Regions from separate parts of the Pan troglodytes genome. Here region 1 is linked to region 2. The links are chromatin contacts, called in public HiChIP or PLAC-seq maps. All regions are on one chromosome and are shown on one strand. The core of a region is the stretch at or near the end of the contact, and the rest is flanking DNA. Distances in the headings are between cores, read along the strand shown. Region 1 holds the start of SSPN (sarcospan). Region 2 holds the start of ITPR2 (inositol 1,4,5-trisphosphate receptor type 2).

Region 1 (6,527 bases), core at 1,520-4,019, 710 kb before region 2:
ATAGCTCAAAATATTTGAAATGCTGTTTTTCCCATTATTCTGATTCAGATAATTTTTCTAAAGTTCAATAAATTAACAATGCTGAAAAATCCTACATAGTTTTCTAGTGTTGATTTCAATTTCCTTTGTTCTATGGTTTGTTACGAAGCTTCATGGGGGCTGCTCAATCAAGTTCAGCTTACTTGGTCCAAGATACTGCAATGGGAAGTAGTTGAGTGACTGAGGGATATAATAGAGCTGGCCACTAGTGCTAGTGCTGACTCTAGGTAGCTCTGTGACCTTGGGAAGATAATTAATATCTCTGGGCTTCCTTTCTTTTTTTCCTATCACGAAATGCAGGGGACTGGATGAGCTGTGGCTCCTTCTGGCTTCATACTGTTATGACTTGCAGTTCAGTTGCCATAAAGTCAGCAGAGGGAGCACTTTTTCTACATCTTATACAATCTGACTCTCATTTAAACATTTTCAAAAATCAAGGGGTTTGTGAAGAACATTCCTGAAACTAAAAGCTGACAATCCTTCACTGTTTGTATCATATCACAGATTTGAATGGAAATTTGAGAAAAGTCTAGAAATTATTTCTGATCCTGGAATTCCATGATAAAGTCCCATGACAGAATTATTTTATAAAAAGCCAAAACACTCTCATATTAAGCACCCCTTTGTGATCATCTATTTATACAAGACCCAGTGAAAGAGGAACACCTGACCATACTAGAGAGGCTATGTGATGTCACAGACGAAAACTGAAAAACTTGTCAATCATTAAAACAATAGAAAATTGGGTCTAACATAAACAAACCACACAAGTTAATTGGTAGGTTTTTCTTTTGCACTTTTCATTAAGATACATTGGGAACGAGCAGGTAGACAAAGCCAGAGCTTGGAGGCTTGCAAGAGATTGGAAATGTGTGACATCAAGCCAATGACAAAAAAAAGCTGTAAATCTGAGAACTGTAGTGATTTGTATCCCTATAGTTATAGATATCTTAAAACTAATTGAGCATCCATTATGTCTTTTTTAATTATTAGACAATATCATATCGTATATTAAAGTTTTTATTCCTTAGTAAGAATTTTTAAATCACAAAATAGTGTGGCAATATTTAGGTAATAGAATTTATGGAGTGCTGAAAATACTAGAATATAAAGATAATTTCTAGTTTATCGTCACATACTAAACTTTTCTAAACCAGCTGGTTTCTCGCAGACAGTATTTATTTTTTTAAAATAATTTAAGACAGCATAAGCTTGTACCAAGCATAAGCATTGTAACAAAAGTGCAACTTTTCAGCAAATCCTCCCCAAAAGATATTTTAACTCAAAATATCATTAGCACATATTTTCTCCCTACAAAAATAGCATGTCAGACATCATTAATTGGATGTATTAACAACTATGTACATAAGAGCCACCTTGTAGGCTAAGAGTTTAACGTTGTTTAAACACAGCGTTTGAGGCAAACAGTAGCAACAGCAGCAGCAAATGCACCAAACTGACGAAAAGACCCAGATATTTTCCTCACTCATAGTCAGACTGTTGTGTCTCACCCCTTACATAACATCCAAGTGAGATTTCTCACAGTGCTACCTTGGCAACAAACTAAAAATATCTAGACAAGGTCTTGGTTTAAGCCTTATTAAAAAAGCTTTCTTTGTGATTATCTGGTATCTGGTTTGGTCTCCAGAAAATACATAGACTTGGAGATAGGAAGGCCTCACAGGACTTCATTCTATATCTTTACAGCATTTGCAATCAAAACTGACCAGTTAAATGCTTTCGTTCACTTTTGAATTTTAACAGAATATAGGATATATCAGTTTGGACTTGTTTTTTTTGTTGTTGTTGTTGTTGTTTTTTGTTTTGTTTTGAAGTTCAGTGCACTTTTTTACAGTAAGATTACAAAAATTTAGGAACATGATGGATTAATGAGAGTGGGAATAGATGCACTTGAGATGTGTATGTATAGATACCTATCTATGGATAAATAGAAATCTGTACAGATAGATATCTATCTATAGATGGACTAAGAAGAAATTAAGATGAGTCCATTAATTCATGGTCAATTTCTCAATAAAGTGTTAGCAAATGTACTAGGAATGATTCTGGCCTTCTCATCCATCTCCTTCCCTGACTTAGTTCTGACGATGGCCCAGCTCCGTGTTTCTTTAACGAGTGCAAGTTACTAAGAGATACCATTTAAACCACTTCAGAATAGGTTGCAACGTGAGAAACTGCATCCTCACTTCTTTGAAAAATATATGCCTTTTAGAAAGCTGAACATTAGAAAATACTGAAGAGTAAATTCAATTCTAAAAGATCCTCAATCTGTTTGTGGAACGCCTCCTAAAACAGGCAGGGCAGCTTTGAGAACTAGCTCTACATAACAACTACCTGCTGTTCCATGTCAACTCCAAAGACGTCAAAGGTGTTAACATCTTTCCCCTACCCCGGGGTTCACCTAGCTCAGCCACAGAACAGACCCTTCTTACTTCCTCTCGAATTAGGTTCCAATTTTAAGAGATAATGGAACATGGCCTAAAAGGGGGCAAAATTTATTTGGGGGATTAAAAAAAAGAGCCAATGTCTTTCGCAGAGGATCTTTTACAGCTGGTGGGGGGAAGAAAGGGATGTTAGTGTGTGGAGGGTGGGGTGGTGAGGGATGAGCAAAACAGGAACTCCGATGTACACATAACACCTGTTTTGTTGTTCTTGTTTATGCCTGTCGTGCATCTATTACACTTCCTCCCTTAAAGACCTTAAGAGTATTTTAACTTCTCACTCTGCTTGAACCTCCGTCCTTCGGGACGCAAGGATTCAGGGAGCTTCCTTTCCTGGCTGCGAGGGATCTTCCTGAGCAGAGCTCTCCGGGTTCCCCGGCTCGCGGGGCCCGGCGAAGGGCAGGTGGGTGCGGCCGTGCGGGTGCTGGGGGTGCGGCGCCCCAAGGGGCGCCACCTCGTGCGGCAGGAGGGTCGCGGCGGCGGCGCCCGCCTTCTCGGGAGGGGGCGACAACACCGAGGACAGGCAGGGGAACGCGGCGGCGGCGGCGGCAGCGGCGGCGGCGGCTGCCGCGGCTGCCGCCGGGGCGGGGATGCCGGGGTATAGCAGCGGGAACGGGGCGGCAGCCGCCGCCGGGTACAGATACTTCTCCAGGCCGCTCTTGTCCAGGAAGGGCTGCACGTAGGCGGCAGCTGCAGAAGGCGAGAGGAAGCAGAAGGGCAGGCAGAAGGGGGCCGCGGCGGCCGCGGGCTGCGGGAAGGGCGCGCCCCCGCCTCCGCCGAACGCCACCAGCGAGCTGAGCAGGGCGGCGTCGGGTCTCAGCAGCGCGGCCGCGGCGGCAGGGTCGGGCCCCAGGAGCGCGGCTGCCGCCGCCGCCGCGCCGCCCCCCGGGCCGCCGCCGCTGCCGCCGCCGCGGGAATCCAGCTTCATCCTCTTGGGCGCCGGCGAGTCCTCCCCGGGAGGCTCCTGCTTGATGGTGACGCGGCTCGCCCCCGCGCCTTTGCCTTTCTCGCGGTCCGGCCGGGCCTCGGCTTCGCCGCCGTAGCCGCTGTCGGTGTCCGTGTCGTTCTCGGCGGCGAGCTCGGCGCTGGGCTGAGTCCGCTGGATGACCGGCACGCAGTAGGCGAGGGGCTCCAGCTTCTGCCCCGCGCGCTCCAGGCAGGGGGCGGCCGCGGACCCGGCGGCCGAGGGAGCGCCGGTGCCTTTGCTCAGAGGGACCTGTTGAGTCAACAGCTGCGGGGTGGGCAAGAACTGGGTGGCCACGGCGTGCAAGTGGTTGATCAGCTGGACACACCGCGGCTCCCTGGGTGTCCAGCTCTCAAACCGGGAGAGGTATTGCAAGACTTCTTTGGCGCATGTTTGAAATCCCGAGTGGAACGCATCCAAGTCGGACTGAATGGGCGATTTCAGAGATCGCTCCCCTAGGATGAGGAAGGGATGGGGGTGGGGGACGGAGGAGTGGAGGCAAGAAGAAACATACCCACGTTAAAACATCTGCTTATCACGTGGGCCCTGCATCGACTAAAGTGATCTCGGTTTTTCCCCAGTATTCAAGTGATATAATCCACCAGTTGACGAGAGAAGCGGGGTGGCGGAGGTGCGGAGCGGGGAGAGGGCGCTCTCCTCTCAGCTGAAAACCAAAGTGGAGCGGGTGCAACCGCCACTTTAAATCCTGATTCCTCCGAGTTCTGCTGAAAGCCTCTAGGATGCTTCGGGAAATGGGCTCGTTCCAATGAAGGGAAAGTATAAGCAATTTAACAAATGAGAGGGAACCCATGAGCCCACGGAAAGAGATGGGGTGCGGGTGAGGGAGTCCTGACACTGCTCCCCTGTGGGCTGCCCCGCTTCATCAGGGTAGGCTGGCCTCCCTGAACTGACTTACCATTCTGTAAAGCAATTATCTTCTGATGCTGTTGCTCGGTTAAGGCGGTTAAAGCTTTTAAGTGTTTCAAAGTTAATTCCAAGACTACAGCTTTCTCCAGATGTCCCAGAGTCTGCAGTGGTGCAAAAAAGAAACGGGCACTTGGTTACTTAAAAACACACATTTGGCTTAATTGGCTGTCCATTCAGCACAGCAATTTAAGCAAACACTTTGAAAGAAGTACTATTCTTTTACTTCTTGAGCTTTCCACAAGACAGGTTATAAATGATTTCTTGCCTTCAGCTGGGAGCACCTACTCCAGTTTGCGGGAAACTCTGTACGGTATAGCACAAGTTTTAAGTCAGGAACTTATATTTACATTTATTCTTATATTTTCTGGGAGTCGCACCAGACTATTAACACGCCCTTGGAGAGCAGCAAAGAATGAAAATGTGCATCTTACTGTCAATTTCAGATGTTCAGGCAGTAAATCTTTCAGCTGAGCAATGCATTCATTAATTCGGTCTCTTCTTTTCTTTTCTATTAATCTGTGCGGTAATTTGTAGGTATCCTTAATATATGAGAGTCATGGAAAAGAGAAAACAGTAAGCGAAACATTCACTTATTGGATATTACCCTCGTCTGCCCCCCGCCCCCCCCCCCACCATAAAACATACTATGTGATAAACTACACCCAAGAAACCTCTTTCCTCTGGACTGTTCTGCAATGCAATTTAAATTCAGGTATGATGTTTAATATCCCCCTGAGAGTACCCAGCAAGCCACTTAAAATTCACAGTTGGGGAAGCTCAGGGGCTGGAATATATTTGCGGGCAGAGCTTCACTGTGAAATCAATGGCTCTAATTAACTACCCATGCAGGTTATGAGGAATATCGGGAACTTACACTTACCTTGGTGTCGTCTCGTTTCATGCTCCTTTTGGGTTTACACATATACAAAGAGGAATAGTCCAGTCTGCAAAACAGAAATCAGCATCAGGCACCCATTCGGGGAGGGGCTCTGCCCTCACCAGCTCCATACCACTTTCTGGAGAAGAAAAAAATCAAACCAAAGCCTAGACAGATATTCGCAAGAGTGCGTGCACCTTACCCTATAAAATCTCTATGTTCCAGTAACTGTCTCTCTTGCAAATGAGGAATTCCTTCGTCCATGTTCAACTGCTGTTCGTTTCCTCTGTTTCGATTTTTGGGGCTCTGTACAATAATCTGTGGGACGGTAGGCTTGGGAGACCTTGGGGGGATCTGTGCGTCTCCAGTCTCTTTCTCGCTCTCCCTCTTCAGTGCAGTGTTGAAAGTGTGAAGCAGTTGGTCCCCCCCTCCACCGCGCTCGCACACACACACGCACACTCGCGCCGGCCCCACTGCGCTGGTAGTTTGCTCTCACTCCAGGCAGTGTTTGGCCACAGGGCACGCGCGTCGCCCGCCAGACCAGCACCCAGCTCACGTGCGGAACGTACCATCCGCGGTCCAGCCCGGAGGGGGGCGGGGGAGGAGGGGCCGGGCCGGGAGGGGGCGTCGGGAGAAGGCGAACGGCAGGAGGGGGCGGGGACACCTGATCAGGGCCACCGGAAAGGAAAAACAACTTCGGCCAAGCTATTCATCTTCCCAAAGGCGATGCAGTCGGCAGGAGGAGGGGGGAGTGGGGGTGCAGGGGTGCGGGGCAGCCTGAGCTTCCTTGGCTCGAAAATGCGACTCCCTGGGTTCGTCCGTTATTACGGTGCAGGAATGTGAACGTGGCTTTTTGCTTTTCCACCGATTGTGCTGTTGGTTTGAACCATAGAAAGGAAGGGAAAAGAGAATTCGCGGTGGGTAAACTTGAGTCCCAAAGGAAATTTTGGAGACTTGTTTGCTCACTGATCAGTGGCCTGGAGGGACTCCTTGGCGCTGGGTGGAGAGGTTGCCTCGAGAAGAAGCAACTTGCAATCCGCTCCTTGAAGGATTTAAGATACATGAAAACGTTGTCACTGGGTCCGAATGTCGCAATCCAAGTGTCTTTCGGTGACACGGCGTCCCTGGGCCAACTAAACTTCCCCGCAGCAGCCGGAATTGCGGTGCCACTAATCACAGCAGCAGATGACGACGTTTGGGGCCGCGTGTGCTCCTGGAGGAACGCGGCGGGGAGCGAGCCGGGGATGAGTGGGGGCTG
Region 2 (7,590 bases), core at 4,267-6,766:
AATTTTTAGCTCCCCCGTTGCGTTTTTAATATGACAGTGGAATAAATTGTCACTAAATATATACAGTGTCAATGTCTCCAATCTGATTCACTTTAACAATTCATACGCCTTTGAATAAAATGTGCAATTTGACATGCAAAAATATAAGCATAATGTAGATTTTCCTAGCAATTTTCTAAAAAAGAAATCTTTTCTTTCTGTCTCTATCACTTGTTTTTATAATACCCCCAGGGGGATGGGCCACAGCATCTTCTCTCCTTCTTAGTTTTCAGGAAGACATACTGACATGAAAAGAGAATAAATGATAGGAACAAGGCCATATGGCTAATTAGCAGCAGACCTGGAACAACAGACCTCCAACTAACAGAAGAGAAAGAAAATTCAACTAGAGAGATGCACTCTGTCTTTGAAGCAGAAAGTGTACAAATAATGACCCCACAACAAGACAATGAGAAATCACAACTACCACTCTGCTTTGGTTTCATAGCCCTAAAACCAACTTGCAAAATAAAATATCTACCAATTGTACTCCGAGGTAAAAAATAGGGAGTGCTACCCCTACATGTACCTAGATAAGATTTCACGTGGCACAGACATATGTTCCCATGAGTTTTATAATTCCTAAAAATCTGAGCCCAGTGTGATTCCACAGCCTTAAGAAAGTACTAAAACCAAGCATGACGGACCATTAAAAAACTGCAATGTCACAGACAGAAAGCAGAGGGAACAAAATCATGAATCAGTCTGACTTCTCAGGATAAAAGCATCAGATGTTATATTCCATGGCCTTAATTAAGCCATTATGAAATTAAATGGGATTATTTCTCAATAGCTGAAACTTTTTCACCCCGAATTTTAGGAAATTATTTTATTTATGGATTCCCAACCTTGAAAACCACCCACATGTTAATAAAAATCGATGAGATGAGTGCAAAATACGTCAGTTTAAATTAGGATAAAGTAGCTTGGTTTACTTATCAAAGCCAAAAGTCAGTTTTAGCATCTTATCTAACAACTGCCACAGAAATACATACTCTGATGGCTGGAGGTACAGAGTAGAGGACCGCAAGGAGCCGTGGGCAAACCTACAGCCCTGGGCACAAGAGCCACATAGTTTTGTTGAGATGGAAGACTTATGGTCAGGAAAATAAATTCACTTCTTTCTTCCTAAGTTTCCTCTTCTCTCTTATATGAATTTTAAATGTAATACTTAGAAGAATAGCAAATGAACAGCATGATTTCTTTAGAAATTAAATGAGCCTTTTTCAATGACGTGCCAGATGCTTTCTGAAAGCAACTTTCAAGTGTTTGCAACATTATTTGCATATCCCACATACAGCAGAATTTGGAAATGTTCATTAATAAGATAATGATTTCAGGTTTAATTTTTTGATATTCCCAATTTTTTATTATAAAAAAATTAACGCTTTCTGCACTGCCCTGTTTTCAAAGTAGAAAACTGCTATATTTTTATGCATCATAAAAATTTGATGCACATTTGTCAAATGAGATTTCATAGCACCTTTTTGTTTTTAGACAGGGGCTCTCTCTGTCACCCAGGCTGGAGTGCAATGGTGTGATTGTTGCTCCCTGCAGCCTTGACCTCCCAAGCTCAAGTGACCATCCCACCTCAGCCTCCCAAGTGGCTGAGACCAGCTGGGACCACAGGCGTGCACCACCACACCTGGCTAATTTTTTATATTTTTTGTACAGACAGGGTCTCCATCTGTTGCCCAGGCTGGATCACGGCATTCTTAATTTTACAGTTTGTCTTATTCTATAAAGAGATTCACTTCACCCAGGACCCATTTAAGTCCTAGGCTCACCATGCTTCCCTTGAGTATCCTTTGGACACTATTCCAGTGAAGGCCAGGAAACTGCACCAGGGCACATCAGCAATGACTTTTACTACAACTGTCCTTTGAAAAGATGTTCAGAAGCAAGTACCAGGAGGGAGGCATGGTCATATCCAACCTCTGACTTCTGAAGTACTACAAAGTTATCTGAAACTCTGAGCAGTCTATCTCAGAAAAAGAATATCCAATCAAAGCACCAGGTTTCACCAATAGCAGCATTTCTTTTTGTTTTGTTTTGTTTGTTTTTTTGAGGCAGAGTCTCGCTCTGTCCCCCAGGCTGGAGTGCAGTGGCGCAATCTCAGCTCACTGCAACCTCTGCCTCCCAGGTTCAAGTGATTCTCCTGCCTCAGCCTCCCGAGTAGCTGGGACTACAGGCGTCCACCACCACGCACAGCTAATTTTTGTATTTTTAATAGAGATGGGGTTTCCCCATGTTGGCCAGGCTGGTCTCAAACTCCTGACCTCAAGTGATCTGCCCGCCTTGGCCTCCCAAAGTGCTGGGGTTACAGGCATGAGCCACTGTGCCCAGCCCAATGGCAGCATTTCTAAAGACCCTTCTTCACCTTAGAATCTAGCAGCACGAAGGCTTTGTCATATTTACTTCAACAAGACTCAGTTCATTAATAGAAAAATAATATATTGCACAAATGCATACTAAGGAAGCTCAACCTTCAAAACACCAACAAAAAAGTTGAATACAAATCAGAGATATTTACACAAATGTATATTGTACATTAAAGGTTATTCTAGCTTATTTTTCTCAAGGTTTAAAGATTATTATGTATAACCAAAGGAAAGCACTCTTGGCTGGGAATCTGGAGACAGGATTAGAGTTCCAGGTTTTGGCATTAATGCCCTCTCTTTCCTGGGTTAGTCACTTCATTTCTCTTAACCTCAATTCCTAATCTCTAAAATGATCAGGGTCGACTCCACAACTGTCAAACTTGTAGCTTCCTGATATGCCATCTATATAGTCCTTCTGGTATTTGTTTTATAAGTTATCCATAAGCATACATTTGCTGAATTAGACACTAAAAAAAAAGTTCTTTTCTTTATCTAGGTTTTATACTCTATTCCTAGTCCTTGTTATTATTTTGTCCACAAATATAACTATGGCTCACCGTCACCAAGGCAATGATAATTACTACAATAGCTAACACATCAGTGCTTATACTGTGCCAGGTACCATGCTACTCACTTTACATATATTAATCTCTTCTTCCTCACCACAACCCTATGAGGTAGAAACCATGCCTATTCCCATTTGTAGAACTGAGGAGACTGGGGCACAGAGTTTATGTAACTTTCCCAAGGTCATAAGGTTTACAAGTGGAAGCGCCAGAATTCAAACCCCAAGTATTCTGTCCATGGAACCCCCTCTGCTTAACTACTACATCACACACACACACCTGGAGAGTCTACGGAGGGTGAAGAGCAGCAGAGTCCACCTGCAAAATGTTGCTGGAGGCCCAGAAACTGAACTTGTATCATGAATGATCTCAAAAACAGTGGTAGCTCATGATTCACAAACCCAGCAGAAGCGCTTGGCACTAACGTGTTTTTCCTACCACGCTTTAGTTGCATAAGAAAGTAACACTGATGGAAAAGGGATTGAATTAAATCTACCTCCCTTCTTTCACTCATTAGGGGGAATGCACAAGTAACAGGAACTGTGGAAGTACTGGTGACTTCCACGTCCCAGTGTTTGGTAGGCAGCAGTCCGTTATAACACAGCTCGAAGTCACTGTCCCGGGTCGTTGCAGGTTAAGTCATCTGCCCCAAAGCCTAACAGCTGAAAACAGTAGCCAGACAAGAGTGGAAACACCAGTTCCACAGCCTGAAATGTAGGGCGGGGGGACCTAAGTGTTGAAACAACGAGGTAACAAAAAATTTCCTGTGCATCAAAATATACTGCAGCGTGCAATTAAACTGCACACTGCTATTCCCAATCAGAACAGAGAAAACAAGGAAGTCCTATTTAACCATTTGGCACACTGTTTTATATATAAATATATATATATTCTACATAAAATATATAAATATATATTCTACATAAAATATATAAATGTATATTCTACATAAAATATATAAATATATATTCTACATAAAATATATAAATATATATTCTACATAAAATATATAAATATATATTCTACATAAAATATATAAATATATATTCTACATAAAATATATAAATATATACTACATAAAATATATAAATATATATTCTACATAAAATATATAAATACATTAATATATATTTCCCTCATTCATAAGCATAAATATATACATATATGTGTATATATATATATTTTTCCCCCCATTCAACTCGAATCTCAAGAACTCTTCACTTGGCTAAATCCCAAGAGAGGCTCTGCATTTCAGTGGGCCAAGGCCTGGGAAGGGGAGATAGCAGGTCTGAGTTCTAGAACCCAGGAAGCCCTCAGAGACGTCCAAGGGCCACAGCGCTGCAGATGCCCCTAGGGCTGCCCAGGCCAGTGGGGCGAGTCCTGGTTCGGCAAGGCCAAAAGGAAACTGCTCCAGCGAAGAGGGGACGGTGAGCTCCTCCCGCAGGACAACGCCACACTTTGGCTCACCACATCGCTTGAGTTTCATGTCCAAGGCCACGGACTTTTATCGACTGCTCTTTCAAACCCGGCACTGAGAGACCAGGGGCTGAGGACGGTAGCGAGAAACGGTGGAAAAGGGGGGTGTTTTGTTTTACCTTCCAGGGAAAACAAGCACACATTTTAATCAAAACAACCCAGGGAGAAGCCAGCGAAGACCTCTTCGCCGGGCCCGTCTCCGGGCTTCTGAATCACTTCCTCCTTTCTGATGTGTCTCTGAGCTTGAGATTACGAAGTTGCTGAGAAAGTCTTGCCTCTCAGGGCAGCTTCCTGCGAGCGGGCGAGCGAGAGAGCGGAGCGCACGGCGCTGTCCGCGGGCGCCGACCCTGCCCGGCCGGGCCACCACGCGCGGCAGCGGGAGGACCGGGCGGCGGAGGAAGGACAGGGACTGGTTCCCAGGACCCGGAGCGCGAGCGCTGCCCAGCCCTCGTCTCCCGCTTACCCCAAGGTGCTGATGAAGCCGTTGACCGAGCCCTCCGCGTACAGGGACACGATGTCCCCTATGTAGAGGAAGCTGGACATTTTCTCAGTCATGCTGCTTCATGTTCCACAGTGGACGTCCCTCCTCTTCCCTGCGCCCTCGCCGCCCTCTCTCCAGGGAGCCGCCGCGGCAGAAGCGGATCGGAGCGCGGGACTACAGCGGCCAAGAGCCGCGGCGGAGGGCACGGCCCGAGCCACTGAGCGTCGCGGCTCAGCCGTGCGTGCGCGCCGGGGAAGCCAGACCGGGGCCAAACCGCAGCTGCGGACACCCCGCGAAGAGCGCAGCCCAGGCGCCCAGAGAAGCCGCAGCCGCCGCCGCCTCCCCGGCAGGTTTCCTGTTCCTTTCTGAAGTTTTCTCTCCAACACCTTTGCTCCTCCTCCTCCTCCTTCCCTCTCCGCTCCCCACTCCGTGTCCACTCCCTGCTCTGCGACCCGCTGCGGCCGTCACAGCCGCCCGGCGGGAGCTGGAAGTGGCCGAGCCCCCTCGGTCCCCTCAGGGGAATTTTTGGACCAGGTGCGGGTGCCCAATGGGCGAGGGGGAGGAGAGGAGCCCTGGAGAGGTGGGGGGGGCGGCCAATCAGGGAGCAGCGGCCGGGGGCGGAGCTGGGCCGGGGCGGGGCGACCCTCGGGAGGCCGGGCCACCCGGGAAGCCTCTGCTGCCGCCGCACCGGCCCGCGCGGGGACGCGACGCTGGGCGGCGCTGGAGGGGCGGCGGGGGACCCCGGCGGGGGAGCGGGCGCGTGCGGCCGCCCTGGAGAGGCCGGACCGGAGGCGCGACAGTCGCTGCCTGGGAACGCGAAGAAGCTTGATGGGGGCAGGGAGGGTGAGAGGTGGCGGCCGGGCGAGCGCACTGTAGGACCCGGGCACAATGGAGAGAGCCCCCGAACTGGTGGAGATGAAAAGGTGGAGCCCCAGCGGGGTGGGTAATTTGCCGGCCAAGGAAGAGTAGGCGTTGAAGTAAAGGAAAAAAATACAAATAAAAAATAAATGCATGATGAAGAAAGTAGAAGAGAGGAAGGAAGAGAGTGAGGGAAGGAGGATGATCTCGATTTCGTTATGTAGTTTGGGTGGTCTTTTTCCTCTTCTTTTCTCAAGTACGCGGCGTTAATGAAACTCGACCCGTCCGCTGATGTCCAGGTGGACACGAGCCTCCAAGGAGGTAAACGTCACTTGGGCAAGCCAGTTTTTGTAGCCAACCTTCAGCGGTGAGGGCTCAGTGGAGCTGAGCTTTAAGCCTCCGAGGCCGCGCCTCCTGCGCTTCCTTAACTCCAAGCCGAGGTTAACCTTCCCACCCCCATCAGCCCAAGGTCCCCGGCTCAAGACAGCCCTGGCTTGTTTACGTCTAAAGCTGCTGACTCTTAAAGCTCCAGCCGTTATAAGCAAAACGCAGCTAGACACTTTTCCACGCCTTCTCTGTTGCTTCTGTAGCCCTCTTCTTAGAACATGATTTTAAAAGCCTTTTGCTCTTCCCTTCTAGAACACACAGTGGAGGCAAACTGTATGGCGGTTTTGATACCAGCCACCTAATTTAAAAGTGCTACATAAGTAATCCCCACAGAGCAAAGTTTGTAGAAAGGCAGAGGAACTTGGGGTGTGCAGAAGCATGTTGTGTCAAATTGTGCAGCTGACCAAAATGTAACTTACGGTCAGATGTCTTACATGTCTTACAGTTCAAAGATGGTTTAGATTGAGACTTACAATCACATAATAGAAAATGAAAGAATTAGCCCAGAATTCAAAAGGCCAGGCGCAGCGACTCACGCCTGTAATCCCAGCACTTTGAGAGGCTGAGGCGGGAGGATCACTTGGGGTCAGGAGTTCAAGACCAGCTTGGCCAACATGGCGAAACCCCATCTCTACTAAAAATACAAAAATTAGCCGGACGTGGTGGCACAGGCCTATAATCCCAGCTACTCTGGAGGCTGAGGCAGGAGAATTGCTTGAAGCTGGGAGGCAGAGGTTGCAGTGAGCAGAGATGGCGCCACTGCACTCCAACCTGGGCGACAGAGCGAGACTCCGTCTCAAAAAAACAAAAGTTTGTGTTTAAAAAGCCTGCTAGATAGAAGGGAATAGACACTGAATCCAGGAAACACCAGTGCAAAGCCTGTGTGTGTTGAGATAAACTGGACCCAGTCATTGTAATAGCATGCAGCTGACAGATCTCCTTTTATGTGTCCTCCTTTGTAAAAAGTTACTTGACAACTTAGAAATGCCTGTTACATAATCCAGCCCTTCTCTGTCTACACACATTATATCACTGTTGGGGGCCACCAAGACATTGGGCATAGGAGTTATTAAAAAGCTGAGACAGAACAACATAGTGACCCTGGAAATGGAAGTTTCTGTTTATCCAAGAGATCTGTGCATTACATTGTATTGTTCCCCATATTGCACGGCACTACTGTGCTATACATCCAGTGGATGCTCAATTATTGATCAAAATCATGAATGATCTTTGTTTTAAGTCACAAACTATCTGTGGCCAACACATACAAAATGAGTAGTGGTTGGCCAGGCACGGTGCCTCACGCCTGTAATCCAAGCACTTTGGGAGGCAGAGGTGGGGGGATCACCTGAGCTTAGGAGTTTGAGACCAGCCTGGCCAACATGGTGAAACCCCGTCTCTA

What was found. HiChIP or PLAC-seq counts read pairs in DNA pulled down with a chosen protein or histone mark.
Region 1: a contact with region 2 is called in an H3K4me3 HiChIP or PLAC-seq map of stem cell-derived excitatory neurons, with 4 times the contacts expected there. The contact joins the promoter of SSPN here to the promoter of ITPR2 in region 2. A contact is called at or near these places in 1 of 1 datasets of contacts at active chromatin or transcription factors (stem cell-derived excitatory neurons) and 1 of 1 other capture datasets (stem cell-derived neural stem cells).

What each region holds. Positions count from the first base shown.
Region 1 is chr10:69,419,157-69,425,683 of NHGRI_mPanTro3-v2.0_pri, reverse strand. It overlaps SSPN (sarcospan), which reads left to right and starts at 2,769. Exons shown (of 3, transcript XM_003313781.6): 1 at 2,769-2,904. BHLHE41 (basic helix-loop-helix family member e41) reads right to left here. Exons shown (of 5, transcript XM_520805.9): 1 at 5,472-6,527; 2 at 5,273-5,336; 3 at 4,824-4,931; 4 at 4,382-4,493; 5 at 1-3,920. The coding sequence starts at 5,533. The coding sequence ends at 2,818.
Region 2 is chr10:68,706,702-68,714,291 of NHGRI_mPanTro3-v2.0_pri, reverse strand. It overlaps ITPR2 (inositol 1,4,5-trisphosphate receptor type 2), which reads right to left and starts at 5,516. Exons shown (of 58, transcript XR_010148345.1): 1 at 4,926-5,516.